Linked DNA regions of Mus musculus: region 2 is linked to region 1. A link is a contact called in public Hi-C data. All regions are on one chromosome and are shown on one strand. The core of a region is the stretch at or near the end of the contact, and the rest is flanking DNA. Distances in the headings are between cores, read along the strand shown.

Region 1 (6,776 bases), core at 1,255-3,754:
GCTAGCCTGGGCTATGTGAGACCTTGTCTCCAAATAATAAATAACTTAAATTCTAAAAATTCAAATTCCACAAACTCTTTCTCAACTAACTGGGGCCCTAGGTCTCATACCAGCCGTGATCTTCATTTTTAACGAAGGTCATTCATTTAAAGTCATTAAGCTCCTTTGTGTTTCCAACCTAGAGATGTTATACCTGTTACTGCCTGAGGGAGTTATATATTTAAATATTTCACTCCCACTCGACTTTCCATATATATTTTCCCTTCAACTAAAATAAATAAAAATTTATCTTAAGCAAGAAATGCATGGTTTGACATAATGACATAATACATCCCCAAATGGTGTAAAATAAATTTAATAATTTGCCTCCTTTTTAGTTTTTGAGACAGGGTCTCATGTAGCTCAGGATGACCTCAACTTTGCTATGTAGCCAAGGATGGCCCTGACCTTATGATCCTCCTGCCTCCACCTCTCCAGGGTGGGGATTATAGGCATACACTACAACTTTCAGTCTACTTGATTTTAGGGATCAAATCCAGGGCTTCATGCATGCTTGGCGAGTAGTCTCTTAGATGAGCTGCGCTCCTAACCCCCATTTTTCTTCTTTTAAGCTAGGCATGTGGGCGCATGCACGTAACTCTTTTCATTTGCAAGGAGAGGCTGGAGAATTACAAGCTTAAGGTAACCTAGGCTACATGATAGTTCTCAAAATACGCACAGGGTTCTTTAAAAATAGTGGGCAATAATTGGCAGCGAAACCTCGTGGACTATCCAAATAAGGCTGGTTATTAATCTAGAGATGAGTATCATCTCTACCCATTCTCCCGCCCCCTGTCATCTTGAGTCCAGGTAGTGTTGCTTATACAACATGTGTTTAGAGCTTACCACTCAGGCCTGGGTAACCAACCTATTAGGAGGCTTGTTCCTCCTCCTGCAGCCATTGATCATCTTCAGCTTTTCACCTAGGGGCGGGGCCCTGTGAAATCCCCCCACCTATGCTCATGGTCAGTGTTGAGGTCTTGTTAGGATGACCATACTGTTGTCATTTCGTGGACACAGCATTCCTGCCCTGTCTGGAAGAAAGGACCTCACAGCAGGCTTCCTGGACCTTGGGCTCTTGCAGTCTCTCCCTCTTCTCTTGCTTGCTATTCTTTAAGCTTCCGGTTTAGGGTTGTGCTGTAGATGGACCGAATGGGGTTGGTCACCCAGAGTTCGCTCCGTCTCAGCCTTTAACCAGCTGGGCATCTCTGCTGTAGTCTCCATCTGGTGCAAAAAGAAGCATCTTCGATGAGGAATGAGAGGCAGACTTAAGTGTGAGTGTAAGTACTTAGAACACAGTTTGAAGCTGCATCCATGACTGGCAAGATGGCTCAGTGGGTAAGAGCGCTTGCTGACTGCTTCTTCCTGAGTTCAAATCCCAGCAACCACCTAAATGAGATCTGACACCCTCTTCTGGTGCGTCTAAGTCAGCTACATGTACTTATGTATAATAATAAATAAATCTTTGAACTGGAGCAAGCAGAGATCCTAAAAATTCAATTCCCAACAACCACATGAAGACTCACAACCATCTGTACAGCTACAGTGTATCACATACATTAAATAAATAAATCTGAAGAAGAAGAAGAAGAAGAAGAAGAAGAAGAAGAAGAAGAAGAAGAAGAAGAAGAAGAAGAAGAAGAAGAAGCAGCTGCAGCCATCTAGAAAAACAGCTTACAGCACCAGGCAAGGGTTCCCTCTTGTTGAGTAGGCTTTAAGTCTTATGAGACGGCAGTTGGTATATTAATGCCACAATCACACCGTTTGGGAGTATCTTGCCATGCCGGTCACGGTCATTGCTATCATGACTTGCAAAAACCCAAATCATAGTCCTGAATAGTCTCTTAAATGCTCCAGGATGTACGTTCTCTGCATCAAACAAAACAAAACAAACCAAAACAAGCTTCCCTCAAACTTCCCCCAAATCTAAAAGAAATGAGCAGCAATTCCCACATGAACCATACAGAAGCTGCGCCTTTCCGTCCTTAGGGAAAAGGTGAGTGCAGAGACTGAGGTGCCGCGCCGTCCTCCTCTGCATGGCCGGTAGAGGGAGCAGCTCACCAACCCTTGATTTCTGGCCCTGATGCTAAGTGGATAGAAGACTCACCCCTCAAACGTCCCAGAACACAGACTTCTAGAGACAAAATAGTCTAGGACTATGATTTGGGTTTTTGCAAGTCATGATTTTCCGTTAAGTTATTCACAGAGTTCTAGAATTACCTTATTATAGTTGGACAGTGTTTGAGGGCGCAGCCTAAACATTGTCCTTCCGTTTCGCCTCCCTTAGAAAAAGTCATTTGAGCATTTCATCCCAAGTCCACAAAAATCTGGCCTGGGTGCTTACCCCAACAATTGGGTTAGATTCTCAGGGTCCAAGATCACTTGTGCAAGGTTGGGTTGAACTTTTTTTTCTCTTTCCTAATCCTTGAGCCTTTGATGTGGCGGTGGAGTGGGAACTGGGCCGAGTTCTTCCTCCCTGACTCATCAGCTCCCAGCTTGGGTGTCTCCAGCGTACTCCATGCTGCGTCTCTTGCTGACTTTGTTGGGACAGCACCTATCTTATGCTATCCCAGTTCACTCTCCCACCTTACTCTTCACTGGCAACCCGGCTATGACCAAATCGCCGCCGCTCGCTCTGCCTCATCTCAGGGCCATTTGCTTATTCTCTCTCCAGTCTGTCATGCACTTCCGGTTCCAGTCACAGGCTTATGCAGGGCTGCATTGCTTCTTTCTTGGAAATCCACGCTTTAGTGCGTCCCAGCCCCTCTTTGCAAGCACTTCTAGCAGTCTTGTGGTACCTCTTCTATTTTCCCTGTCTTTTAAAAATATTTATTTTAATTTAATGTGTGTGAATGTTTGGCTGTATGTTTATATGTACACCACATGCATGGAATATCCAAGGAGGCCAGGAGAGGGTGTTGGGTCCCCTGGAGCTGTAGTTACAGGCAGCTGTGAGCCAGTCAGCGTGAGGGTTGGGATCAAAGTCACGCACCACCACACGTGGGCTTCTTTTTCAATTATTATTATTATTTTTTAATCACCCACTAGTCTGGTTAGTGCTGTTTATACATTCATGAATGTAGAACTATACACTGGACCATTGGAAACCTATCGGTAGCCATAAAGGATCTTTTTCCCTCTTCAAGAAACTTCTGTTGCCAAACTCACTAAGAGCTCAGCTTCACTAAGGGGTGGGGTCTCACTAAGGGGTGGGGTCTCACTAAGGGGTGGGATCCATTAAGGGGTGGGGCTTCAGGAAAAGGTAGGACCTTAGCAAAAGGTGGGGCCCAGAGACCATCTGCTCCATCTGTGCTTGAGATTTTTTTTTTCTGGCTTGATCTTGTATAGGTCTTATGCAGGAAGCCACAGTTACTGTGAGCTCATGATTTTGATAGCCCTATTGTGTCCTGAAGACAATATTCCATGACACTCGTCTCATCCTCTGGATCTTACATTCTTTCTGCCTTCGCCTCTGTGACGGTTTGTGAACCTCAGTCGGGGAGGAGTTTGATCCCACTCAGGGCTGAGTTCTCTATCTCTAGATCCAGTACTACGACCAGTTATGTGTCTCTGCGTTGACTGCTGCCCACTGCAAACAGAAGCAAGATTCTGTGACCAAGAATAGAGCAGCTCAGATCTGTGGGTATAAACATAAGTATTTAGTAGGAAATCTGACAGCATGACCATCAGGCAGAATAACAATAGCTGGCTCCACCCTAGGCTCTTTGACTTCCTCAGTTTTTGACTGGTATTATAGTATTAGGCATGACATTGCCTCCCGTGGATGGGCCTCAAATCTAATCAGAAACTGGATAGTTACCCCATAACATCTGCACTATCATGCATGACTATCATGGCAGTGGGCACCTGTTTCTCTGCATGTCCATATTGTAGCATTTAAGGTCCATGCTGGCCCATTTCCGTCTTTTTGTCCCCAGCAGCTTACATAACTGTACCTTACACGGTGGTGGTTTGAATAAGGATGGTCCTGTAGGCTCATATATTTGAATTCTCGGTCCCAGTTGTTGAAACTCTTTGGGAAGGATTAGGAGGCGTGGCCTTGTTGGAGGAGGTGTTCACTGTGGATGGGCTTTTACGTTTCAAAGGTTCATATCATTCCTGATTAGCTTTTCTTGTTTTTGTGCGTGTAGATGAGAAGTGAGTGTTCAGCTGCTGCTCTGGCACGAATCTACCTGCCTGTCTGCTGCCATGCTTCTCACCATAGTGGTCAGGGACCATGAGCCCCAAATAAACTGTCTCTCTCTTTTTTTTTTACAAGAAGCCTTACTCATAGTATTTTGTCTCAGCAACAGAAACATGACTAAGACAGCACCACAAGAGCTGCCTAACAGTGAGAAAGATTTCCAGTTAATTTGAGATTTGAGAGTCTTCCCTATGAGATGACAGTGCAGGGCTCAGAGGACCCAGAACAACACAGTGTTGCCAGTGCTCTGGGTTGCCCCTGATAGTGGCATATCCCTATTGCTGAAGACACCACATACTTTGGATGCAGGACAAAGAAATCTATCTTTTTAACTTTTTAATGTTTTTCTGCATATATCAGACAAGATCTTCGCCAAAACCCAAAAATACCTTGCAGGATTCTCAGCTGTCAAAAATACTATTTCCTTGAATGAACCGCTTTTATTTGTTCATACAAAGTTTTTCAATGGAGGTTACTAATTTTTTAAAAAATATTGTGACCTGTAAAATCTGTTGGTATGAAGGATATTCTATTTATTTAGTTATTCAAAAATTGGCAAACATTCTGCTTCTATATTTATGGGGTGTTTCTAGAGTTAGAAAAAATATTAACCAGCATTATTGTCATAGCATAACACACCATCTAATGCATACACACAACACACACACACACATATACATGTGCATACATGCACATAAAAGCATGTGTGCACACACAGACTCAAACACATAAGTACACACACATATATACACATTTTCGAACATAGAGATTTGCACACACCACCTGCAGAGCTGTGCCAGGCCATCAGTACCATTTTCATTTACTTTCTGTTTTTCTGGCAACAGTTGCAAGTGCCCCAACAACATCCTTTCCAATATAAACACTTTGCAATCTAGGCAGGAGAGAGCCATCCCCCAGCCACGGTCCTGTCATGTAATGATGGATACACACAGCTGTGGCAACACCATATAATTACTTAATTTGTTTTTGACAGCTCCCATTTGTAGAGGAAAGGAAAATATGAACCTCACATGGCGACGGCTGACGTATGTCCCGATTTGCTTGCTTGTTGTGAACATGCTCATATTTTCTTGGGAAAGGGCACAGAGTATGCCAGGGAATTGAAGTTGGCAGCACCCTGTTCTCGTCACGCAAAGGCTCAAGGTTTCTGCTGCCCATGGGATGATGCAACAAGGCTCCCACCAGCATCTCTTAAGCAGGAGGGGGTTAGATAAATGAGAACTTTCTGTCCTGGGGTGGTGGAGCTAGGAATAGGATCTCATTTGTGGAAGAGATCATTTTAAATGAGGACATGGGCCCAAGACAGTCAACCTCTGAGGAGGCCAGAAGAGGGCTTTGGATCCCCTGAAGCGGGAGTTAAGGGGTTGTGAGCTACCCAGGGTGGATGCCGGGAACTGAAGTTGGGTCCTCTAGATCAGCAAGTGCTCCTAACACCTGAGCCATCTCTCTAGGCCTCCAATCTTTTCTTTTCCCTTTTCTTTTCTTTTCGTATCATTTCTTTTCTTTCCCTTCCCTTCGCTTCTCTTTTCCTCTCCTCTTTTCTTCTTTTCTCTTCTTCCTTCCTTCCTTCCTCTCTCTCTCTCTCTCTCTCTCCCTTCCTTCCTTCCTTCCTTCCTTCCTTCCTTTTTTCTGTTTGTGAGACAGACAAGGTCTCACTATGTATAGCCTTGAGCTTGGTAAATGTACTCATACTCATGAAATAAAAATCTTGTAAAAAATGAAGACTGCCCAGAAGGCAGAGACTGGAAAGATGCCTGTGAGTTTCAGGTCAGCCAGGGCTTCATGGTGATACCAAAACAACAACAACAACAACAACAACAACAAAACCAGTTGGCAACTGTTATTTAAATTAGATAAACCTAATTAGGTAACTGTAATCTATTTAGGACCATTTCTAAATTCTCTTGCAAAAGAATTAAAGAGGGAAAAAATAGCCAAATGCACAGAAAAAAAAATCCAAATAAAATCATTTAGATTATCTGCACTAAATGATGCCAAAACTCTGGAAGAATGTCTGTGCATCATGTGGTCTTCTGATACACTGTTGTAGTTTGTAACTGTCCTAGTCTGTCCCCTGAGGATTCAGGTGTTGGGGGCTTGGCAGTGGAGAGGCAGAGGGACCTTTGAGAGGTGGGGTATAGTGGGTGGACTTACCTTAACTGAGGGTTGCCCCAGGAAAGAGACACATTCTTTTCCATCCTCCTCTACATGTCTTCACTAGAGACACACCAGGGCTGGTTTGTGGCCCTTAATTCTCTCGAGCTGTGAGCCAACAAACCTTTCCTCTTCTTCTTTTTTCCTTTTAGAATTATCTGTTTTATGCCTATGAATAGTACACCGTAGCTGTCTTCAGACACACCAGAAGAGTCCATCGGATCCCATTACAGATGGTTGCGAGCCACCACGAGGTTGCTGGGAATTGAACTCAAGACCTGTGGAAGAGCAGTCAGTGCTCACTAAGCCATGTCTCCAGCCCAGCTAACAAACCTTTTTTTTGCATTGATAGCTACTT
Region 2 (6,776 bases), core at 2,709-5,208, 560 kb after region 1:
TGGCATCATCTCACATTGTGCCAACTCCAGGAATACTATTTTCATTTTAGTCAGTGCCTAAACACATTTGACATTATGAGTGGAGATGTGGGACTACTTCAAACACTGTTTCCATCAGATACATCCCAATGAGGGTGTAACAAGGTATTGGTAAATTTTCCACACTCTGAGGAAGTCCTTGGCCAACCATCAGATCTGAAGCAACCATCGGGATGTACACACACAGGCACAATCACACACACACACACACACACACACACACACACACACACACACACCACACACTAGGACAGACTGACTTCTGACACACCAGGACAGATCTGACTTGTGACTCCAAATTCTAACCATACCAGCTCTGCAGCTGAGTGTTTAGAAAGTCTCTCTCATCTTCAAGAAGCTCCGACAAGTCAAGAGTTTAGAACTTTCCAGGTAGATTCATGTTCTGAGACTTCACAATCACCCAAAGAAGTGAAGAAAAAGAATAAGAAGAGGAAGAGGAAGAGCATCAAAATAAAGCTTAAAACTTGGGATAAGGGGCTAGAGATATGGCTCAGGTGTTAAAAACAGTGAATCTTGACATGTAAATGAAGAAAATATCTAATAGAAAAATATATGCAAACTTTATATGCCCCCATACAGGGGAACACCAGGGCCAAGAAGTGGGAGTGGGTGGGTAGAGGAGCAGAGCGGGGGAAGGGTATAGGGAACTTTCGGGATAACATTTGAAATGTAAATAAAGAAAATATCTAATAAAATAAAAAATATATGCACAAAAAAAAAAACCCCACTGGATCTGGGTTCAGTTCCCAGGACTTACATAGTAACTGGCAACCATCTGTAATTTCAGCTCCAAGGAATCCAGTATCCTGTCTTCCTTCAGCACATTGTGTTAGTCTCCAGACAGAGAGGTTAACAAAGTCCATTTTAAAGGTTACAGCTTGGAAATGGAATGCCAGTTCTAAGTTGAACAACAAATCACAACAGATACTCTCTTTCAAATCTGTAGACTGATACTTTGATACAACTTCACTTTGATACAAACTGGGGAGTTCTGTGTTGAAGACTTAGAATGGCCCCTGACCTCATCTGAGGCAGAGTTCACATTCTTTTGTGCTCAACTCTTTATATGCAATTCCTATAAGGCTGTAGACACATTGACACACTACAACCTCAGTGACACAGATCTCTGACAGAAACAATACAACATGTCTCCGTACCATCTCCTTCCCTCCTGTGATGGTCAGAGCCCAGGAAATGAAGCTCATTTGAGCTGCTAAGTGAACCAAGGAGACCCATCCATGTTTTCTTTCTGGTTTTGTAATGCTGGGGTTAGAACCTAGAGCCTCACCATGATAGGCAAACCCTTACCATTGAACTCCACCATTACTCCTCTCTCCCTTTCCAAATCCCTCCAGGTGGTTTGCTGAAGGCAACCTTTAAAGACTGAGTTAAGAAACTTAACTCAAAGCCAAGCTAATCAATGTGGCTGGCCACCCTTCAGCTTCCTAGTAACACACTTGGACATCATAGAAAAAGGCCAAAGAAGTCCCTGATTGCTATATTTTTCATTTTTAAAAATTACTTTTATTATTTTAATTATGTGTATGTGGTAGTTGAAGAGAGGCGTGGATACACATTAATGTGTCAGATCTCTCTGGAGCTGGGGTTACAGGCAGTTGGAAGCCACCTGACCTGGGTGCTGGGAATCAAACTTGGGTTCTCAGGAAAAGCAATATGTGTCCTTAACCACTCCACCATCTCTGCAGTCCCTTTGTTTTTGTGGTTTTGGCTTGGAGTTTGTGTTTGTTTTGTCCCGGCTCAATGAAAGGATGATACCAACTTTCTCAGCTTGCCAGCAGGGCCCAGCAGGGTTTATGTGAAATGGATCTCTAATATATAAGTCTTTAAGGGAGCTGAGCCCCATGCCACTACCAAAGTTGAAGAGTTCTTGATCATTTTCCCAGCCTCCAAGCAGCAGAACATGGCCACATGGCTTACAAGTGGTCAGTCATTAGAACCCACACAGCACTTTAAATCACAGGAGAATGATACACAGGCCAAAGTTCAACTATAACTACCTATAATGACTTCAGAGAGACACACAGACAGATGGACAGTGGTTCACGGTCACAGAGGCCACTGGGGCAGTGGGAACATGTACCCACCCTTCAGAGCCTTGGCCTTTACCTTTACCATTCATTACACTGTTACCTGTCTTTATGTAAATCTTTCCAGTTTCAGTGAAGTAGTGTCTGCTTCTACTGTTGCAGCAAAGAATGCATAAGAGCATCCATAATTCAAAGCATGCTTTTGCAGACATCAAGAGTGGCCATATGTCTTGCTTTAATACAGAGAATGTGAGCTGAAGCCAAGAGTCTCTTCTGAGCAGCAGTTCTAAGAACCACTCTGTAGTCACTCTGCTATCCAAGTTTTGGACAGCCACATGTCAACTAAGATGCTGTATAAAGAGCAGAGAGGGAAAAAAATCACCAATGCTGTGGGCTGCACAGTCTGTTCCAGCCGCCTAATTCTGCTCTTGTAGACAAAGTCATGAGTCATCATGCATGCCTGTCAATAAAACTTTATTGACAAAAACAGGTGCCTGGACACATTTGGCCAATTTTTTCCCACCCCCTCAGAGAAGACAGCTCTCTACACCACAGTCCTGCCTTCATGGGGATAATGACAGAAACATCTCACATAAAGTTCAGCATGTGTTCTGAGAGACATAAAATAGTTTCTTTTTGAATTAAAAAAATTATTTTATGTGTATCTGTATTTTGCTTGCTGCAGGTCTATGTGCCATATGTGTGCAGCGCCTATGGGGGCCAAATACCCTGAAGCTGGAGTTAAATACAGTTGTGAGTTACCACGTGGGTTCTGAGAACAGAGCTGTGGTTCTCTGGAAGGGCAGCCAGTGCTCTTAACTGCTGAGCCATCTCTACAGCTCTAAAACCTTGTGTTTCTGAACCATTAAACTTTGGAGTCACTTATTTCTGTAACATAACTGATTCTCTGCAGAGTAAAAGCAGAGGCTCGCAATGTAAGTATACCAACGTTGATTTCATATGATTCAATAAGGTTGGATAAACAAAATGAGGTTAAAACTCTTTCTATCTCAGTATCAAAGAAAAACAAAATATTTCATCTGTCACATGGTGTTTAATCAAGAACTGGTAACTACAAGGTGCCCCAGATCACCAGTACTCCCAGGACTAAAGCAGGTTAGAACGGAAGCCTAGCAGAGAAGAGGTCTCTAAGCCTTTCTTCTTGCTTTGGATGCTAGGATCTGGTGTGCACAGCTCACTGTCTGGGTCCCAAGCCTTCTACGTGAAAACCAAAACAGCCAGAAAACTAAGAGTTGTCTCCCCCATTTTGAGAGCACTGACGCCCACAGGAGGTTCCAGAATGAAAACTGGTAAACTACAAGTTCCCTGTGAAATGGACACTGTCTGTGGCCCGGGTGGATGGAGCAAGGACATGGCTCTTAGGAAAGCAGGGGTCATTTTCCAAGCCTTGGGATGCAGCTGGCCAGAGCCAGCAGAACAAAACTGGGGGCTGAAATGTGAGTGTTGGACTCTCTCTGCCCTGCACCCCTACTGAAGCCTAGCGCTCAGCCGTTCTCTTGGCCTTGGGAGTAGATTCCTTCGTGTTCCTTCGCTGTTTCCAAATTATTCTCTCATCTCAGATTCAGATATGAATATACGAGATACAAAATATAAGAAAATGAGCCCAAAAGCAGAAAACGGGGCCCTGGAGTTTCTTTTTTGACCCCTGTGCCTATGGAGCGCGGAAACCTCTGAGACACAGGAACCCGGCTCAGCCAGAGCCTGGTGCGAGTGGGATCTGTGGATGTGAAATTCCAGCTTAATCCCCGAGCCAGAGGCTTAATCCCTGAGCTCTGAATCAGACCTTGGCAGAGAGCAATCTTTCCGCTCTCTTGTAAATTTCCATCCCTCCAGCCCTGGAACCAATCAGCACCACAGCCTCCAGGGCTCCCTGGCTGGAGCCGCACAGCCTGGCCTACAGAGCTGCAGTGGGGCAGTCAGGCCCCAAGGTCAGGACACCTAAAGTTCAGCTTCTCTGAAACACTGGCCTGGTCACCTGCCACAGGGCTCAGATACCACCGTCATCCTCTTCCTTCTGACTATGGCTAAGGTTGACAAACCATACACCCACGGACAGAGGAGCTCACAGGCTCTTGCTCGGACAAAGGTGACATTTTTTCCCCCCAAATACCATTCTGTTGTAATCACAGCCGGGCTGGCTCATTTCTGAAATGTCCCTAGGATCTTCTGTGTCACAACAGCCAGGTGGCGTTGCTATCATGGGAACCTTAAGACCCACCAAGCTTAAGATGTTAACAAACTGTTCCTTCATATAAAGTTGGGGTGGCGGGGAGCTGGATTCACACCTTGTCCACCCAATGCAACAGGGACATGTCATAGCTCTAGAAATATGGTCAACCTGCACCCCTCCACCAGATAGCCAAGGGGAACAAGGCCCTAAAGATGGTGGGAGTTATATCTGTTATATACACTTTTGTATGAGCGTGGTGTGTGTATATATATGGTCTGTGGTATATGTGCATGTGCTTGTGTGTGTGCACGCACTGCTGTGTAGTGTATGTGTTTGTGTCTTTATGTCTGTATGTACTTGGAAGCTTATACACTGGAAGATCGAAAACTGAAAAACATAGAAGAACATTTACCGCCGGGCAGTGGTGGTGGTGCATGCCTTTAATTCCAGCACCTGGGAGGCAGAGACAGGCAGATTTCCGAGTTCGAGGCCAGTCTGGTCTACAAAGTGAGTTCCAGGACAACCAGGACTATTCAGAGAAACCCTGTCTCAAAAAAAAAAAAAAACCAAAAAACAAAAAACAAAAACAAAAACAAAACAAAAAAAGACATTTACCATATTTAAGCAAAAACATTTCAAGGGAACACTCCAAAAATACAATACGGGACAGCCGGACTCTGAGCACTAGGGAATAAAAGAAACTCTACCACTGCTGTCACTGATATTACCCTTAGAGTTGCCAAGTGTTCCCCCACATACCACCCATCTCTTTACCCTCTGAGCCACAAGCAATGTGAGGATATGAACCCCCGTTGAAGGGACACACACTAGAAGTGATACCCATAGCGGCCTATGCTGGGAACTAGCCATTTCTTCTCTCCTGTGTGCTTCGAGATGACATGTAGACCTGCCTCAGTTTTGCCCAGGAAGTGGGTGTGGCTGTTGACATGGGGCAACCCTAGACAGTGGCTGATGGCTTACACAGCAGCATGGTGTGTATGGAAGCAGAGGAGAGGGCACATGGTCTATCACACCACCCCAAGTCTCAATAAGCTCTGAACACAGTGTGTCCCCCGTATTCATTATGTCTGATTGTGAACCAGTATTCGAGGTTTAAAGACATAATTAAAACACAGCAAACGCCTGTTGTGGGCAGATTGGTGTAGATCCAGCCTGTGTGTACTTGAGATGAGTCTAGAATTCTGTGAGGCTGACATCACGTCCTGTTTTAAAAAGTAAGAAGACTCCAACTCAGAAAGGCCAAGCAGCCTGCTTGAGGACACACAGTTGATAAGATCAGCTCTGCTCAGCACTTGGCACAGCCACACAGAGACACCCCAGGGCCAACTGAGGAAGGCACAAGTGTCTCAGAAGGAAAGAAGATGAAGCTGAATCCTTAAAGCCAGAGAGGGGTGACCTCCTAGCCCCAGGCTTCCAATAAATGCCATAGTTTTCCTTTTCTCTTATCTCACAGTCTGTCTTCAGGAACAGTGGAATTCTAATTATTTACATAAACTATTCGGGCCATGGGTGCAACAAATGGGTTTGTATTGACTAGGTTTATGGGGGGGAAAAGGAAGCAAACAAGGATGTAAAGTTCTAAAAGGAGTCATTTCCAAAAGTTTCTCCTGATGCTACCATTGTGCATCTGTGCGCATGTGCAGGCAGGTGCATGTGTGCATGCGCACAAATACCAGCCAGACACAGGTGTCTTTATCTATCATACTTTACCTTGTCCAGTGAATCCGGAGCTCTCTGATTTGGCTCGACAGCAAACCCCAGCAGTCTCATCTCCCTCTCTTCACTGCAGGATCAAAGGCGTATGCTACTCCCCGCGCCCCCCCCCACTTTTTAACATTGGTGTTGAGAATCCTAACTCAGTTCCCCAGGTTTGCAAAGCGAGCACTCTGCCCCAGCCATCTTGCCCATCTTCCTCACCCACTGATCCTCATATATTTTCTTTCAGATATATTTCTACTATTTTAAATTAAGTGTGCAGATGCCTGCAGAGGCCAGAGGTGATGGACTCCAGAGATGGAGTTATGGGTAATGGTTAGCTACCTGACCTGGGTACTAGAAACTGGAACTCAGATCCTCTTTAAAAGCCGGAAGTATTGCTAAGCCACCTCTCTGACCTCAGTTCTTGTTGCTGAAGAAACCTGTGGTGACAAAGGGGGGACAAAAAGACAATTCTGAAAACTGTATTTTAGGATTCGTTGATTTGGAATCTACGCGATACAGTAGCTCTCTTATATAAGAACTGAAAACTCCTGAACAAAACTTTCAATTTTATGTCTTTCATATTACATTTATTTCTTATGTATGGCCCTCAGTATTAAATGACACGTTTCCCCTAAGGGAAAGGTCCCCCTCATTCCTTACATCTGGGGAGGACAGCAGAGCAAGCCTAGCCTTCAGAGGGCCATGCTGGCACCGGATGTGACCCACAAACATGAGAACAGAGAGAGAAAGGAAAG

What was found. A called contact is a pair of places that touch in the nucleus more often than the background predicts.
Region 2: a Hi-C map of muscle stem cells shows a contact between it and region 1, with 2.8 times the contacts expected there. The contact joins two enhancer-like sites. A contact is called at or near these places in 2 of 15 datasets of contacts at CTCF or cohesin (both in the NIH/3T3 cell line), 3 of 484 Hi-C or Micro-C datasets (the C2C12 cell line, muscle stem cells and myocytes), 8 of 115 datasets of contacts at active chromatin or transcription factors (the NIH/3T3 cell line, astrocytes, embryonic stem cells and 4 more) and 1 of 9 other capture datasets (embryonic stem cells).

Annotation. Positions count from the first base shown.
Region 1 is chr13:59,854,402-59,861,177 of GRCm38.p6, forward strand. No RefSeq gene overlaps it. Among named protein-coding and RNA genes, the nearest start is that of Tut7, 35 kb to the left of the region's middle. Within about 2 kb of position 2,505, at least 33 of the 459 cell types and tissues checked have an H3K27ac peak or open chromatin away from gene starts, as enhancers often do. A contact at or near this core is called in the C2C12 cell line, heart atrium, muscle stem cells and 1 more, where this site is marked.
Region 2 is chr13:60,413,708-60,420,483 of GRCm38.p6, forward strand. No RefSeq gene overlaps it. Among named protein-coding and RNA genes, the nearest start is that of Gm35333, 18 kb to the right of the region's middle. Within about 2 kb of position 3,959, at least 79 of the 459 cell types and tissues checked have an H3K27ac peak or open chromatin away from gene starts, as enhancers often do. A contact at or near this core is called in the C2C12 cell line, heart atrium, muscle stem cells and 1 more, where this site is marked.